Linked DNA regions of Mus musculus: all the other regions are linked to region 1. A link is a contact called in public ChIA-PET, HiChIP or PLAC-seq and promoter capture Hi-C data. All regions are on one chromosome and are shown on one strand. Each heading gives the region's core, a stretch centred on a gene start, on an enhancer-like site or on the middle of the called end of the contact. The rest is flanking DNA. Distances are from core to core; before and after follow the strand shown.

Region 1 (2,877 bases), core at 155-2,654:
ACGCTGAGAGGTCAGGTAGGTACCACCCCTACCAGACAGAAAAGACTTTCCATGTAATTAAACCCACCGCCTTCCTTGCTCATGGTGAGTAGGCATTCTGCCACTGAGCTGCATCAAAGGCAAGGTTTTTTCAATTCTTGTTTTATTCTTACATGATGGAGCTGAGAATGAAACCCACTTCTTCATGCATGCTAGTCAGTCATGTGTTCTGTCCATAAAAGTCATATTGTAATTTGTAATTTTTCTTTTTCTTTTTTAATTTTTCCAGTTCTACACACATTTCTATTTTATTATGACAAAGGTGAAAATGCCACCTTCTCCACAACAGCACCCAGGAAAACTTATCCCAAAAAATAACTCAGTACAAAACAGGTCTGTTTCAGAATTTAAAAAAAAAAAAAAAAAAAAACTTTACATGAGTTTTTAGATCCTATTTTAAAACAGGAAGTAAAAAGAAACAAAAAACCAAATTCACCATTGTCTGCACAGTCCAGTTGCCTACCCTCCCTCTAAGGCATCACAGACGAGGCGTCTGGGTCCCGGTTCTTGTGCGGATTTGTTCGGTTGTTTAGCTGGTGTCCCTCCTTGCATTGTAAGCATCCAGCTGTGCGTCCAACTCCTCTGCAGAAAGCTGCTGCTGCTTTGAGTTCCTGCCAGTGCCTCTACCCCTTCCCTGGCTGCCGCGGCCACCAAAGCCTCCAGAGCCACGGCTCCTTGTCATGCCGCCTCTGTTTCCGCTTTGTGCAGGTCTTCGCTGTGGATCGATCTGTGACGTGACAAGCTGGATGTCCATAGGGCGGCCATCCAAAGGGACGCCCTTGTACTGCTTCATAGCCTTCAGGGCATCTGCCCTCCGTTCAAAGTGTACATCCGCCGTCCCTAAACTTCGTCCAGAGCGATCGTAGTCCACAGCGGCTTTTTTCAACGTTCCAAATTCAGCAAAGAGTTCCTGAATGTCAGCATCTGACACCCCGAAGTCCAGGTTTGACACGAGCAGCTTGGCACCGGTCTCCACGCCTTCCCCACCCCCGCAGCCGCTGTCGAATAGGTCGTGCTGCCACTTGTCCGGAAGTGGTTTCGGTCTACTGTACGGTGCCGGCCGGTTCCTGCCGCCGCGGGCGATGGCGGGCCGGTTCCTCCTAGGCCCGCCGCCTCGATTCACCCGGCGCTGGTTACGGTTCAGCTTAATGATGTCGTCCAAAGACATGTCCATCTTGTCGGCCATGGCGGGCGCGGATCCGGGCCTGACTGGCCCGGCCCTCGCGGTGCAGACCAGAAAGTACTCAAATTCAATGATTCCCCCGCCTTGACTCCGCCTCTCCGACCGGTGCTGGAATCACAAGCGCACCAAAATCACACTTGGAAATTGGAAGTCTGTGCGCTTGTGAATCTGGCTTTCGCTCTGACCCCTGGTGGCCGCCCAGCGCCTAGAGACATCTGGGACAAATTCGAGGCACTTCCGGAAACCGAGCGGGCCACGCGGCTTCTCCGCGATATTTGCATACCCACAATGCAGTGCACACAGATGGTTGTATAATTTAAAAGGGTAGCGTGTTGTTTTCGTTGTTCTGTTTTATTCCTTTTATTCCTTAATGTGATAGAACCTTCAAAGATTTATCTGATATAATAAAGTAGTCAGTGTCTTTAGGAGTAAATAGTCACCATTAGTTGTCTAGGAAATACAGTCGGCCGAGAACTGTACACTAGGACAGCTGGGTATACTCTGGTTTCTCTTCAGATCGTATAAATCTTTCGCCTTTTACTAAAGATTTCCGTGGAGAGGAACAATTCTGAGTCTTACACTAATTTTTTGAGGCCTTGCTTTAGCAAGGCTATTAATAATGTTTAAAGTTAGAATTAACAGTCTTTATTGTGTGCTCTATGTATTTTTTTGTCTTCAGTGTTAACCAAAGTTAGAATTAACAGTCTTTATTGTGTGCTCTATGTATTTTCTTGTCTTCAGTGTTAACCACTGTAAGGTAAAAATGGCTTGAGCTTAGGCTAAAGAGACAGCTCATTGGTTAAAAGGGCTCAGTCGCATGGCGTTGTGTCTCATAACCGATAAAGTAAATAAGCCTTTAAAAGCAAATACTAAGTTTTTGTGGGAAGTCTGTAGACATGTTATTTATTAAGCTGTTTTTTATCTAGCTGCGTTATGTTGTGGTCTCAGTGAACATATGTATAAACCATTATTTTTAATATTTTATTTAAGTGCAAGGTGGTTATGGACTTAAGGCACGTACAATTTTCTAGCAAGATGGCTAACCCAGCTCTGTAGCTGAGGAAGAACTAGCGCCCCCTTCTGACTTCCATCAGTGCCAAGCAACGCTCAGATACGCAGGCAAAATATTCATACAAATAAAGGCAGATACATTCTAAAAAATAAATGCAGCCACTCGAGCAGAAGGGACAGGTTACCCTCAGAGCTGTGGGAGGGGCTAGACTATGATGCAATTCCCCATCTCCCCCCAGTCCCTCCCCCCCCAAAAAAATGAAAACTACTCTCCCACCCAAGACCTTTCCCTTAAGGACAGAGACTGTCCCTTTGAAATACCTCAGTCTCCTTATAGCTAAAATACCTCAGTAATAAGAACAGGTAACAAGGGGGCTGGAGAGATGGCTCAGTGGTTAAGAGCACCGACTGCTCTTCCGAAGGTCCGAAGTTCAAATCAGCAACCACATGGTGGCTCACAACCATCCGTAATGAGATCTGACTCCCTCTTCTGGTGTGTCTGAAGACAGCTACAGTGTACTTAGATATAATAATAAATAAATCTTAAAAAAAAAAAAAAAGAACAGGTAACAAAGTGGCAGGAACTTCAAACACAGAATGCCCTCGGTCTGCTTGGCAAAGCATCTTTGGCTCTGCCCACCAAA
Region 2 (2,877 bases), core at 106-2,605, 490 kb before region 1:
GGAGAGGAACAATTCAATCTACAGAACTGAAAGTCAACTACATAAGATAGCTCCTGATTTTCTTTATTAGTCTAAGCAAGTGATGGGAAGGCTCTTCCAGTTGCTGGGAAAGTTGCATGGGAGAAAGTCAGCTTTTGGAAAACTATTGCGTCAGTGCATGGTAAAGTAGTAGGAAGGAGAGAGGGAGGGAGGGAGGGAGGGAGGGAGGGAGGGAGGGAGGGAGGGAGAGAAAGGCAGGGAAGAGGGGGAGAGGGAGGGAAGGGAAAGAGAAGGAGGGAGGGAGGGAAGGAGGGAGGGAGGGAGAGAAAGAGAGAGAGAGAGAGAGAGAGAGAGAGAGAGAGAGAGAGAGAGAGAGATATGCAGCTTGGAACAGCAAATGTCACACATGGAATCGGTGGAATAGTGGGAAAAGGTACTGGCTTAGATGGTTTAGGAAACATGGGCAAGGCATAGGTTTCTCTTACCTCAGTAAGTTTCAGGAAGATGTTTCTTTATGCTAGACATTGGGATGCAGAGATATATAAACCATGGCTTCTATTCCCTAGGAGCTCCCAGGGCTTTTGCTAGCACAAATGAGAAATACTATTGTGGCTATTTTGTCTCCTACTGTTGACACCTAAGTTATTATAATGTCCCCCAGAGGAGGTCCAGGGGACAGACTGAAGCAAGCAGTGAGAATGTGAACCATTTTGAAGCCACCGCTCAAAAGGCTACCTGTACACCGGTATCCTGTAAGAGAATCTGTGGTTGAGAAAACAAATTGAATCTAGTTAATAGTTTATTTGTTCTCACTTTAGGACACAACTAGCCTGTGCTATTTGTGGCTTAGCCAGGACAAATATGTGCTTTAAACTGGAAAGGTAGGCTTTTAGGGCAGCACGTCTATGTACGTTACTATAGTGGTGGATATTATCGTAATTTGTTCAACTCCGCAATGTAGCTTACCAAGACTGAACTGCAATGCCAGCTATGGACTCTGACGCTGTGAGTCATTGTAGGTTTGCCAGTTGTGACCAATGTTCCACTCCATGCAGGATGCTGATCATGGGGGAGGCTGCGTAGGTGGGGGGACGGGGAACGTGAGGAAAATCTCTGGGCATTAGACTCCACTTTCCTGAGAAACCACAACACTTAGAAAAATGAAGTCTGTATATGTAAAACAAACAAAACCCTAAGTAAAACACCATGTACAGCCATATGTAGTTTTAAACATAGATCGAACAATAAAAGCACTAGTATAGTTGTTAAGATTTCAGTTTAAAAAAAAAAGTGGAAATGTGATGCAAAACATCTGAGAGGAAGGGGAGGGCCTCCTGTGCTACCACAGATGCCAAACATTTGCATGACCTTCACTGTGGGGGAGACCGGTTAGGGTGGGTTTGTTCCTTACACGTTCCTCTTAATGTTGGTTCCCACTGATACCCTAGCATGTAATTTTAGGTTAGAGTTTTTACAGTCTAGATTAACTCCATTTGAGGGGTTGTTATCTTCTGGCTCTGTGCTTATCTCCTAACACAGTCCCTTCCCCCATAACAATGGGGTGGAACTGGAGAGAAAGCAGATACAACTTACCCTGCAGATTTTGTTTGCCAGGGCTGCTATGAGATCTGAGGCCTCTTGATTTGGGGCATATTAAACAACTGGACACCAGGGGTCTTTCTTTCTTAGATTGAAAAGTTCAGGTGGTTTATTCTATCTTGAAACAGCTCCCCGCAAGTAGAGCTGGCTCAGCTGTCACTGTGCCTATGACAAGTGTGCAGATCATTCAAGCACCTGCTAGAAATGCAGAGTCTCATCCAGCAGGTCTGGCACAGGCCCTGGGTTTCTCTGTGTAGCCTTAGCTGTCTTGGAACTTGCTCTGTAGACCAGGCTGGCCTCGAACTCAGTGATCCACTTGTCTCTGCCTCTGGGATTAAAGGAGTATGTCACCACTGTCAGACTAAGAGTGTACATCTTGAGGGTCTGGTGCCTTAGTAGCTTGGGCTGCCATGACAAAGTACCACAGATTGGATGACTTAACAGAATTTCATTATTTTATGGTTCTAGGAGCTAAAATCTGAGGTTTATGTGGCTGGGATCTGGAGAAAAATCTTGGGTTGGGGGTAGCATTCCTCTTATGATGGCATCACGTTGGGGGTGGAGAGGGAGAGAGATACCAGGTTTCTGATCTCTAACCAGGTAAATGATTTCACAGTGAGACTTCTCTCTCACACCCCTTTATTACCCTAATTTCTTCTCAAATAATTAGGTGGAATTAGGTGAGACTTCAGCATCTAAATTCTGAGAACATAATTCAGTTCACAGCGCTAGAAGATGTAGCTGATGGTCTCAGGCTACCTGGAGTAGCAAGGCCCTAAGAGAAAGCTTGTGTACCCATGAAGTTTAAGGGGTCAAAACATGCCTTAATAAGAAAAAAATACTTAAATTGGACAGTGACGGTGCATGCTTTTAAACCCAGCACTTGGAAGGCAAAGGCAGAGGCAGTTGGAGCTCTGTGAGTTCAAGGCCAGCCTTGTCTACAGAGTGAGTTCCAGGGCAGCCAGGGCCACAGAATGAAACTTTGTCTTGAAAAACAAAAACAAAAACAAAAGAAGGTTCCTCTTGGGGAATTCCTTGTGTCTGACTTGTTGTGGGTGCTCTTTGCACGTTCAGTACTCAGCATTACCCTATTTTAAAAAGAAAGAACGAAAAAAAAAGAATACTTGATGCAAAAGATCAAAATTGTTTGCTGAGTGTGGTGGTGCACACCTGTAATCTCAGTGCTGTAGAGGTTGAGGCAGGAGGATCACTCCTGTCTTCCAGGCCAGCCTGGTCTATTTAGTAAGACCCTGCCTCAACAAATAAACAAAACTGATTCTAAGTAAGCTTCATGGTTAT
Region 3 (2,877 bases), core at 162-2,661, 410 kb before region 1:
AGATTATTTGTCCTAAGCCAGTGCACATTTTACCTGTTTATAGTTTATCTTCCCTGCCAAGACGTTAATTCCGCAGAACAGAAATTGTGTTGACTTAGTTCCTGAAACGCCCACAGTGCCGTGCATTCAGTGGTCATTTAGTGAATGGTTTATCAAATGACTTAATGAACCTTGCTTTCTTTTTCTTTCTGTTGTCAATTTGTCTAGATAGCTCTATATCTGCAGTATGTCTTGGTTTGTGTGTGTGCATGCACACAGGTGTTTGTTACTGAAAGTTTTAGTCAAGTGATTTGTTTTTATTTTTATTGGTTTTTTTCAGCTACCTGATGACTAATAGAATTTTCAAAAGTTATTTAAATTGCCATAGTCTAAGTTACTTGTAGCTATTAATAGAATAAATTCACAAACACGTTATGGACATCTAAATGTAATGCATGTTTAATAATTAGCTCATTTTCTGGAATAAAATAAATGCTAGGCTACCTATTGGTTCTTTTTTTTTTTCTTCAATGAATTCTCTCGGGGCTAGGTCTGTGTTAGTAGCCATTGCTTGATCTCCTGTTTTAGAACACTACGCTTCAGTCCAGATAGGCACCCTCTGAGTTCTTAAAGACAGTGAGAGCTTTCCAGATAGCAGGGAGAAGAAGCAGGCTCAGTCAATCCCTTCCTAATTGCAGTGTGAAAGCGTTGGTGGGTTTTCAGTATCTGAGCGAAGAGTGAAGCTCGGGAAAGATAATGAAGCCCCCTGAAGTCGCACAGTATCACAGTAGTTAAATTGTAGATCTTTTTCCCGCTTAAACTTATTTTTGTACCACAATACGCTGGTCACGAACAGTCCTGACTTACAAAGACTCATTTTCCATATCTCAGAAAACACTTCCCTTCCCCTTGGCCCCCAGCCGAAGTGTTTGCTCTGAATCAGTCCCGTGGCAGTCTGCGGGAAGCAGTTCGCTAGGACCACGGTGAGCTTTCTAAGTCTCTGAATAGAGAACTGGGCAGTCAACCTGACCAAGAGGAGCAAGGCATTCCAAAGAAGGAACTCACTCAGTGACTCAATCAGTTTCCACAGACGTTTTTTACCTGAGCCGAGGCAGAAGACAAGTGGAAAGAGCCAGACCATCCTCTGACAGGCGGAGTCGGGTGCTGGAGCCCTTGAGACAGCCATTCTTTCATAAGCTTGTCGCTGAGACTTTCTGTTCCCCTATTGATGAGAGCTCTTCCTCTATGTTAGCAAACCTTTGGTTGTCGTGATTAACTTCACACTTGGCTTACAAGAATATCTTTTGTAAGCTAAGACTCTTAGCAGTAGGGAACGTGGAACTTGAACGGGCCATCTTCTGTAACCAGGCAAGACTTCTGGTGGAGGGACTGGGACACCAACCCAGCCACAAAAACCTTCTACTTATGATTTGTCTTGCCAGCAAGATGTGCTGGGGTAAAGGTGACACAGAAATTGTGGGAGTGGCCAATCAGTGACTGGTCCATCTTAAGACCTATGCCAGGACGGGGAGCCCACTCCTGATACTGTGTGGAGAGCCATGAAGCAGAGGCTGGATAGCCCAGAGACACAACAAACAAACAAACAAACAAACAAACAAACAAACCAACCATAGCAAAACAAATCTGCTATACTTGAGGCAGGAGCCTAGCCCAGTTGTCATCAGAGAGGCTTCACCCAGCAACTGATGGAAACAGATGCAGAGATCCAGAGTCAAACATCCTGTGGAGCTTGGGGAATCTTGCAGAAGAGGTGGAGGAAGGATTGTTGGAGACAAAGGGGTCAAGGACACCTCAAGAAAACCTACAGAATCAATTAGCCTGGGTTCATGGGGCGCTCACAGAGACTGAAGTGGCAACTAGGGACCCTGCATGGTTCTAACCTAGGTGCTATATATATATATATATATATATATATATATTATATATATAATGATTATGTAGCTTGGTCTTCTAGTAGGACTTCCAACAGTGGGATAGGGGGCTGTCTCTGACTCTTGCCTGATTTTGGGACTCTTCCTCCTATTGGGTTGCCTAGTCCTTATGAGGGGAGGTACCTAGTTTTATTGCAACTGGATATGCCTTGTTTGGTTGATATCCCTGAGAGACTTGCTCTTTTCTGGAGCGAAAAGGAAGAGAACTGGATGGAGGGGGCTGAGGGAGGTGTTGGGGGAAGTAAGGGGGGAGGGGAAAGACTGGGAGGGAGGAGAGAGGGAAACTGCTGTCAGGGATGTAATATATATGAGAGAAGAATACCTTGAAAAAGAAAGGAAATACCTTGAATGATTTTAACTTAGAAATTTTTAGAGAGACTTAAATCGTGTCCTCTCTACGCACTTGAGAAAATGTTCACCTTGTCTGTGCCATCTTCTGTAATGCTTGTCAGATCTTACTCGTTTATAATGTGGCTCAGTTGTTATTTTTTTTTGCCCCAATCCCTGTGGTTCTGACCTCGGAAGATTCGGATGCTGGAGGCTTGGTCTCCAGTATGTTGATGCAGATGTGGTGGCAACTTTGAGAAGGTCCAAGTAGAAAAGTATTAGGTCATTGATGGTGCTCTGAGAGTGGGCTGTCAGGTATGCAAATGCCTTTGAACCACCCCCACGCCTACAGATAACCCCTCATCCGTGCACCTGTCAGTAACCTCAAAGAACTAATCCGGACTTGTGAGGGCTGTTTCTTTGTTTTGTTCTCAGTCCTATATGAGGTGATTAGAGATACTTGCTCAAATCTCCCCAGGGGGGGGGGGGGAGTCACAATTGGTGCCTGAACCGGGAGAAACAAAACAAAGTTGTGTCTGAGAGGAGGGGTCACATGACCCTCTGCTATGTGTGAGACACAGGCTACAGTGCATGATCCAACCGAAGGTGGAACATCCAT
Region 4 (2,877 bases), core at 178-2,677, 350 kb after region 1:
TCTTACTAAATTCTAAAAGCTGTTTTCTTTATGTCAGTTTGTTTCTCTTTTACCTGTCTCTGGAGAGTGACTTCAAACTCACGATCCTCTTACCTCAGCCTCCACAGTGCTGGGACTATAGGCACAGCCACTGCTACCAACATGAAACTTATGTTTTGAGGTAGCTGGCACTGAATTGTGTCGCGTCCATCTTGAAGATCAAGAAACACTGCAAAAGAGATTCCTGCACTGAACGGAGGGTTGGATGAGAGAACCTCAAAGGTCCCTAAAAGTCTACAAAGTGCTTTCTTTGTCTAACGTTACAAAAATGCAAAATAATATTATTCATTTGATGAAGGGGGGAAAAAAGCGAATTTGTGCTATTTAAATCCTGAAAGGAAAAAGGCAGGAGAGAGCTAGATTGCTAAATATAAATGGGATCTGAATATTAATACATTCAAAAAGAGATTTGCTACAGAATAAGAGTTGCTCTGGGCTGCCCCCCTTTATTCTTTCTCCCTTTGCCTTGCCACCCCTCAGCGCCCAGGGTCAGGAACTTTGACATTTCATTTCATGTCTTTCTCTCTTTCCTCAGTCGAGAGACTCTGCAACTGATTTCTGTGCTTGGAATCCTCAAAACCGTGGATATACAGTATATATAAATCAAAGCGGGTTCTCCTCCACACCCCTAGGCTCTTGTGGCTGTGGGTGTCACCCACATATCGCTGAAAAAATAAACAAAAGAGCGTTGTCTTTGGCCAGTGGGAGTTTGGTTCGTGCTGCAGCTCAAACCCTGGAATTGCCAGGCCTAAAGGAGGTGGTGAGAAAGGATGCCAACATTGAAAGGGATGGCGGATGGCCCTCTGGCAGCCCACGACACACTCCCTACGGCCCAATTTGGGGTACGGTTTGCTTATCTTGCTGGGGATATGGCTTAAAGGTATAGTGCTTGCCTAACACGGGAGGCACCAAGTTCAGAAGAAGGCCAAACTAGCATTTTTCCTTGGGTGTCTCAGCCAGCTAACTAGGGGATTTTTAAGACAACTTGGAAGGAGGGGGGTGAAGTGAGCCTCTGAAATCCTCAGGGAATAAATAAGCCGGAGAAGTGGCTGCCTGGCAGAGCGAGCCCTACAAAATAAACACTCGGGCAGGTAAACGCACTAACGGTAACCACTCGGCGATTTTGGCCAAAACTTTGACAAACGACGCTAGCTAGAAACTGGCGCGTGAGAGGAAAACCGAAGAACTGAAAAGCAAAGCAAAACAAAAAACTAAAACCAAAAAAAACCAAAAAGAACCCAAAACAAAAAAAGTACCATCCACCAAGCCCGGAACACAAAGGAGGTTCCAGCCTAAAAATTCTGAGGTGTCATATGATAGTCCCCGCCTCCGCCCCGCCGGCTCCGCCCCCAAAGGCAGGGCCACACGGGGGGAGGAGCGATGCGTCATTTCCGTCCAGGCCGGAACTCAAGATGGCTGCGTTCTTGCTGAGGTGACTTTAGCCTGGGGCTAGGAGTCCACGCCCGCGACCGTTGGGGGAACCTGAATTAGTCCCTGAGGGGGTGACAGCGGTGTGTGCCTTGCGGGGACAGGGAAAGGACCTGCGGGTGTGCAGGCCGCGCCCCTGGGATCTTAGCACCCCCTCTTCTCCCCCGGCGGAGAGGCTCGGAAGGGCTTAGAGGTCACACTGTGTGTGGCCGAGTGGCGCGGCTGTCATTGTTTCTGCCTCGCCCACCTCTAAAGCCTCTTCGAAAACTGCTCTTGTGGCCCCAAAAAGCTGCTGTAACTTCGAGATCAGCGGGCCCCTAGGCCTGCAGTTTTGGGGGGACTTAGGGATTGTAGAGGGAGGGGCTCCTTGGAGCACCTACTGGGTGCTTTAACTCCTGGCAATCCTGCTAGCAACCGGTGGAAACTGTCGGGCATCCTAATGCATCCCTCCCAAGCCAAGGTCAATAATAGCATCCACAGTGGGTCTCTTAATGTTGCCCAGGAAATCCACTTTGTTTTGTTTTAATTTTGGTTTTAGCGGGACAATTGGGTGGGTGGGTGTCACCACCTTTCTCTAAAGTGTCCATTTTCTGTCCAGAGAAATAGCTTAGATTTCCCCTTGTTCTGAATTCTTCACTCATTAGCTATCATCCACAGAGCCTTTATAGTTGTAAGGGCTAGTGACATTTCTGGTACAAATCCCAACCCAGTTTTGTGCCAGTCCTATTTTTGGAAATTATTTGTTATGGAAAGTTAGCTTCAGTGCTGTTGAGATTCCAGACCCCGATTCTCCCAAATATGTTTTCATTTCTCTTTCCACTTCTGTCATGCAGTATAAAAATAGAGGGATTCTGTTTAGTCTTTCTTTGTAAAAGTGAGTCTTGGGGAGTTTGGATTGGTTATCTTTATCCTTTATTTTTATCTTGCTGCGCATCCTCATAGCCGAAGGACAGGACCAGGTTTTCCAGAGCTGTATCTTTCATCCCTAATTTTGACCATAATTAAATGCTTTCAAATTCTATGATGTAACACATGCTGGTGAATGTTAGGGCATATCAGGTCAATGGTTTAACATTTAGCTTAAAATGATCATATTGGTTCCAGGCATTTATCTTAGGAGTTTCGGGATTAGTATGTAGAGTCTTCATCTTTGGGTTCTTCCTGGATCTAGCCAGTCTCACATGGAAATTATTTGAAAAGCAAATTCCCAAAGCAGTTTGAGTGTGTTACCTGCCAAGCATTACACTGAGTCCCTGGGAGGGGACTGTGGGTGTGTCCTGCTGTCACCTTCCGTCAGTCAGATATTCTGTCATCCCAGCACTAAGAATTATTTACCTCACCTTCTGTCCTCATGTAGATTGGTTGTGTCTACAAGTAATTTTTTTCCATATTTTTGTGTATGGATTGTAC
Region 5 (2,877 bases), core at 150-2,649, 310 kb after region 1:
AGCTGAGAGTTCATAGTTTGAAGGCCGCTAGAGGAAGACTCACTTCCAGGCAGCTAGGATGAGGACCTTAAAGCTCAGGCCCATAGTGGCATGCCTATTCCAACAAGGCTACCCCTTCCTGGGCCAAGCATATACAGACCATCATATACACTAAAATTTATTTACTATATGTATGAGTATATGCCATATTCCCATGTTTGTACAGGTGCCTGGAAGTGACTTCTGGAACAGCAGCAAGTGCTCTTAGCTGCTGAGCCACCTCTGCAGCTCCTCCACTAAAATTTAAAAAGAAGACACAGTGTAGCCCATGAAATTTATATGAAATTCAAACTTCAGTGGTCACAAATACATTTATATCAGATGGAGCCATAGCTGTTTGTTGACATAAGTATTTGTGCCCGTATTCAAGTGCAGTAGGAAATGGCTCAGCAAAGAGTACAGCGATCCTACAAAGAAAAAAACATTTATTATTTGATTGTTACCTGGAAAGTTAGCTGATCCCTAACCTACAGGGTGAATTCTCATTATCATCTCAAAGCTCATTTCATAGCAGCAAGAATTAAGGTTTGTTTCACTAAGGACAACCTTTTCAATGCTAATTAATTGTTCATTAGAAAGATTCCAGAGGAGTATGCTGTACAGAGTGAGTAGGAGCCAGCCTAGTTAGAACTTTAGTAACTGAGGCAACCAGATTCCTATTAGAAACAGAATCACAGGATCTCAGATGGATCTTTCCCCCATCTTCCTAATTTCTAACCCAACAGAGGAAATGTATAAACACAAAGAGTCAAGTTAGAAAAAAAGACCGATTGAGGTCTTCCTTGAAGTTGGTTGTTGAGAAGAGACCAAACCACTGAATGGTAGTGACAAGTCACAGTTACAGTTGTTAACAGTCTGTGATGGTACCAACCAAAGAATATATCTATGAAAGCTGCAGTATCCGGGTTTGACTGACTGAAGCTGTAAGAGATTTTTATGAAGTCAATAAGAACTGTAGGCTTGAAAATTAAAGAATTTCCTTAGATGAAAACTAGATAGATAAACAGAACTAAAAGGTCTGTGTGTTTACCTGTGTTCTGTTTATTTTCTTTTTCCTTAAACGATATATACAATGTGAGGTTGAGCTAAGGCTCAAGAGCCTTAGCTGTTCTTCAAGAGGACCAGAGTTCAGTTTCTTCAGTTACTACTTACTACTTCTCTTTCCTTTACCGGTTCCCTACTTCGTTTTCTGTCTTCTCATCCCCCATGGTCTCCCCCCTCCTTCCCGCTCTCTCCGTCTTACCCTAGTTTGGAAATGCAGCAGATTTCTGAGCCTGCCACCACTGGGTTCAAGGAGCTGTCAGTCTGCACTAGGCAGAGTTTCTATTGGTTGGGCTGGAGGCAGGGACCGCAGCTCACTATAAAAGGTGGAGCCGGTCAAGGCGCCCGGAGCTGCTGACAGGACCAGGTCAGAAGGGGCTCCCTGAGCAGCGCTGCAGCCGGAGCATTTGGGGCAGCATTAAGCAACAGCTCGCAGCGTGCACTCTCCCCTCCGAGCCCTCCAGGGCCCCTGCCCCGGAGCCCAGCAACTCTCGGCCGCGGTTCACGCACGCATCTCCGAGGACCCCTTGCCTCACCTGCGCCTGCCACGCCCGTCCGGCCGCCGGGATGAGCGAGGTGAGTGGTGCCACTTGGCATACCCCGTCACCTCCGCGTCCGGGCCAGGGCTGCGGCGGGGAGAAGGCTGCGGCTCCAGGTCCCGGGAAGCTAGAGTTACTCTCTGGATGGACGCCACTGCCCCTCTAGGAAAGCCCCTACCTCCCGGCTCTCGGAAGCCACTGGCAGGGGGTGCTTTTAGCCTAACAATTGCAATAGTGCTTTGGGGAGGGGGTGACTGGAGTCAGCTGTAAGCGGGAACTGAGCTCTCGGGCAGATAAACTCTCTTGGGTGCTATCCTCCGCATCTATATCGTATTGCTCCGAGGTTACCATGGCTTTCTTTGATGCCCTCACTTCAGTTCTCTCCGACCTCCGCTAGGATTGTGTGGTTCTTGCACTCTATAAGTAGCAGCCAACAGCTCCATCCCTGGCCACCTAACTCCCTCCCTTCGGGTGGCAGTTTTCACTTATTCAATGAGGAACGATGTGTGTGTGTGTGTGTGTGGGGGGGTACCTGACGTCCATGAATACTGTAGAAGAGGAAGGCACATCTAGCACCTGGGGAGATGTTCTCTTCCAGAGAAGACCTCCCGTTGCAGTGCAGTGCCTGTTACATCCAAATTTTCGCACAGGTTCTGTGGTGATGGTCATGGGAGCCAACCCGGTCCTGTAACTGGTTGACTCGGTTCAAAGAACACTGTCCATGGTAACACATTAAGAAGAACTGTCCCTGTTATCTGACTTAATTTGTAGCATCCCAGGCAGATCCTCTTATCAGGAGACAAGATTGTCGTTCCTGGATGACGTCGATTTGAACAGTGGCTTAGCATGCCTGCCTTCTGCGGCCCCATTCTTAGTAAGCGCGCCCTTGTGTTCAGTATGTTGCTCAGCTGTATGCCAGTGCCTAGTTGTGCTACTTAGTAGCTCTGTGGCCATGGGAGCATCACTTAATTTGTCTGTGCTTCAGCTTTCTATCTGTAAAATGAAGGTAACACTGGTTGTTCTAAAAGATTAAATTATATATGCCAAGTACTTAGCACTCTACCTGGAGTCTAGTAGGTTCTCAATCTGGAATCTGAGTTAGCTAGTGTGCGTGCGTGCGTGTGTGTGTGTGTGTGTGTGTGTGTGTTTCAAGTTAGTTGGTTACAGAAAAACAGCTTAAGAATTGCCAAGCCTCCTTAGAGCACTTGCTAGCAATGAGTGGGTTCAATCTCTAATACTGAAAGCAGAGAGAGAGAGG

What was found. ChIA-PET counts read pairs in DNA pulled down with a chosen protein or histone mark. HiChIP or PLAC-seq counts read pairs in DNA pulled down with a chosen protein or histone mark. Capture Hi-C pulls out chosen DNA fragments and counts their contacts.
Region 2: a contact with region 1 is called in an H3K27ac HiChIP or PLAC-seq map of large pre-B cells, with 2.2 times the contacts expected there. The contact joins the enhancer-like site here to the promoter of Alyref2 in region 1. A contact is called at or near these places in 1 of 39 promoter capture datasets (hippocampal neurons), 7 of 484 Hi-C or Micro-C datasets (B cells, cerebral cortex, cortical neurons and 3 more) and 5 of 115 datasets of contacts at active chromatin or transcription factors (astrocytes, embryonic stem cells, forebrain and 2 more).
Region 3: an RNA polymerase II ChIA-PET map of memory CD8 T cells shows a contact between it and region 1, with 59 read pairs. The contact joins the promoter of Slamf6 here to the promoter of Alyref2 in region 1. A contact is called at or near these places in 1 of 484 Hi-C or Micro-C datasets (regulatory T cells), 2 of 115 datasets of contacts at active chromatin or transcription factors (effector CD8 T cells and memory CD8 T cells) and 2 of 9 other capture datasets (liver and macrophages).
Region 4: a contact with region 1 is called in a promoter capture Hi-C map of liver. The contact joins the promoter of Sdhc here to the promoter of Alyref2 in region 1. A contact is called at or near these places in 1 of 484 Hi-C or Micro-C datasets (embryonic stem cells), 4 of 115 datasets of contacts at active chromatin or transcription factors (embryonic stem cells, memory CD8 T cells, microglia and 1 more) and 3 of 9 other capture datasets (adipose tissue, liver and pancreatic islet).
Region 5: a contact with region 1 is called in a promoter capture Hi-C map of adipose tissue. The contact joins the promoter of Pcp4l1 here to the promoter of Alyref2 in region 1. A contact is called at or near these places in 2 of 39 promoter capture datasets (embryonic stem cells and macrophages), 1 of 115 datasets of contacts at active chromatin or transcription factors (pancreatic cancer cells) and 1 of 9 other capture datasets (adipose tissue).

What each region holds. Positions count from the first base shown.
Region 1 is chr1:171,502,005-171,504,881 of GRCm38.p6, reverse strand. It overlaps Alyref2 (Aly/REF export factor 2), which reads right to left and starts at 1,404. Exons shown (of 1, transcript NM_019484.4): 1 at 132-1,404. The coding sequence starts at 1,225. The coding sequence ends at 569. LOC115487699 (a small nuclear RNA gene) reads left to right here and starts at 1,719; the gene lies at 1,719-1,834.
Region 2 is chr1:171,993,664-171,996,540 of GRCm38.p6, reverse strand. No RefSeq gene overlaps it. Among named protein-coding and RNA genes, the nearest start is that of Vangl2, 32 kb to the left of the region's middle. Within about 2 kb of position 1,355, at least 31 of the 459 cell types and tissues checked have an H3K27ac peak or open chromatin away from gene starts, as enhancers often do. A contact at or near this core is called in B cells, where this site is marked.
Region 3 is chr1:171,915,996-171,918,872 of GRCm38.p6, reverse strand. It overlaps Slamf6 (SLAM family member 6), which reads right to left and starts at 1,411. Exons shown (of 9, transcript NM_001347186.1): 1 at 1,081-1,411. The coding sequence starts at 1,165. The region is part of intron 1 of Gm37065 (predicted gene, 37065); the gene reads left to right.
Region 4 is chr1:171,149,153-171,152,029 of GRCm38.p6, reverse strand. It overlaps Sdhc (succinate dehydrogenase complex, subunit C, integral membrane protein), which reads left to right and starts at 1,427. Exons shown (of 6, transcript NM_025321.3): 1 at 1,427-1,471. The coding sequence starts at 1,452. It also overlaps a transcript of Mpz not described here.
Region 5 is chr1:171,194,790-171,197,666 of GRCm38.p6, reverse strand. Pcp4l1 (Purkinje cell protein 4-like 1) reads left to right here and starts at 1,399. Exons shown (of 3, transcript NM_025557.1): 1 at 1,399-1,656. The coding sequence starts at 1,648.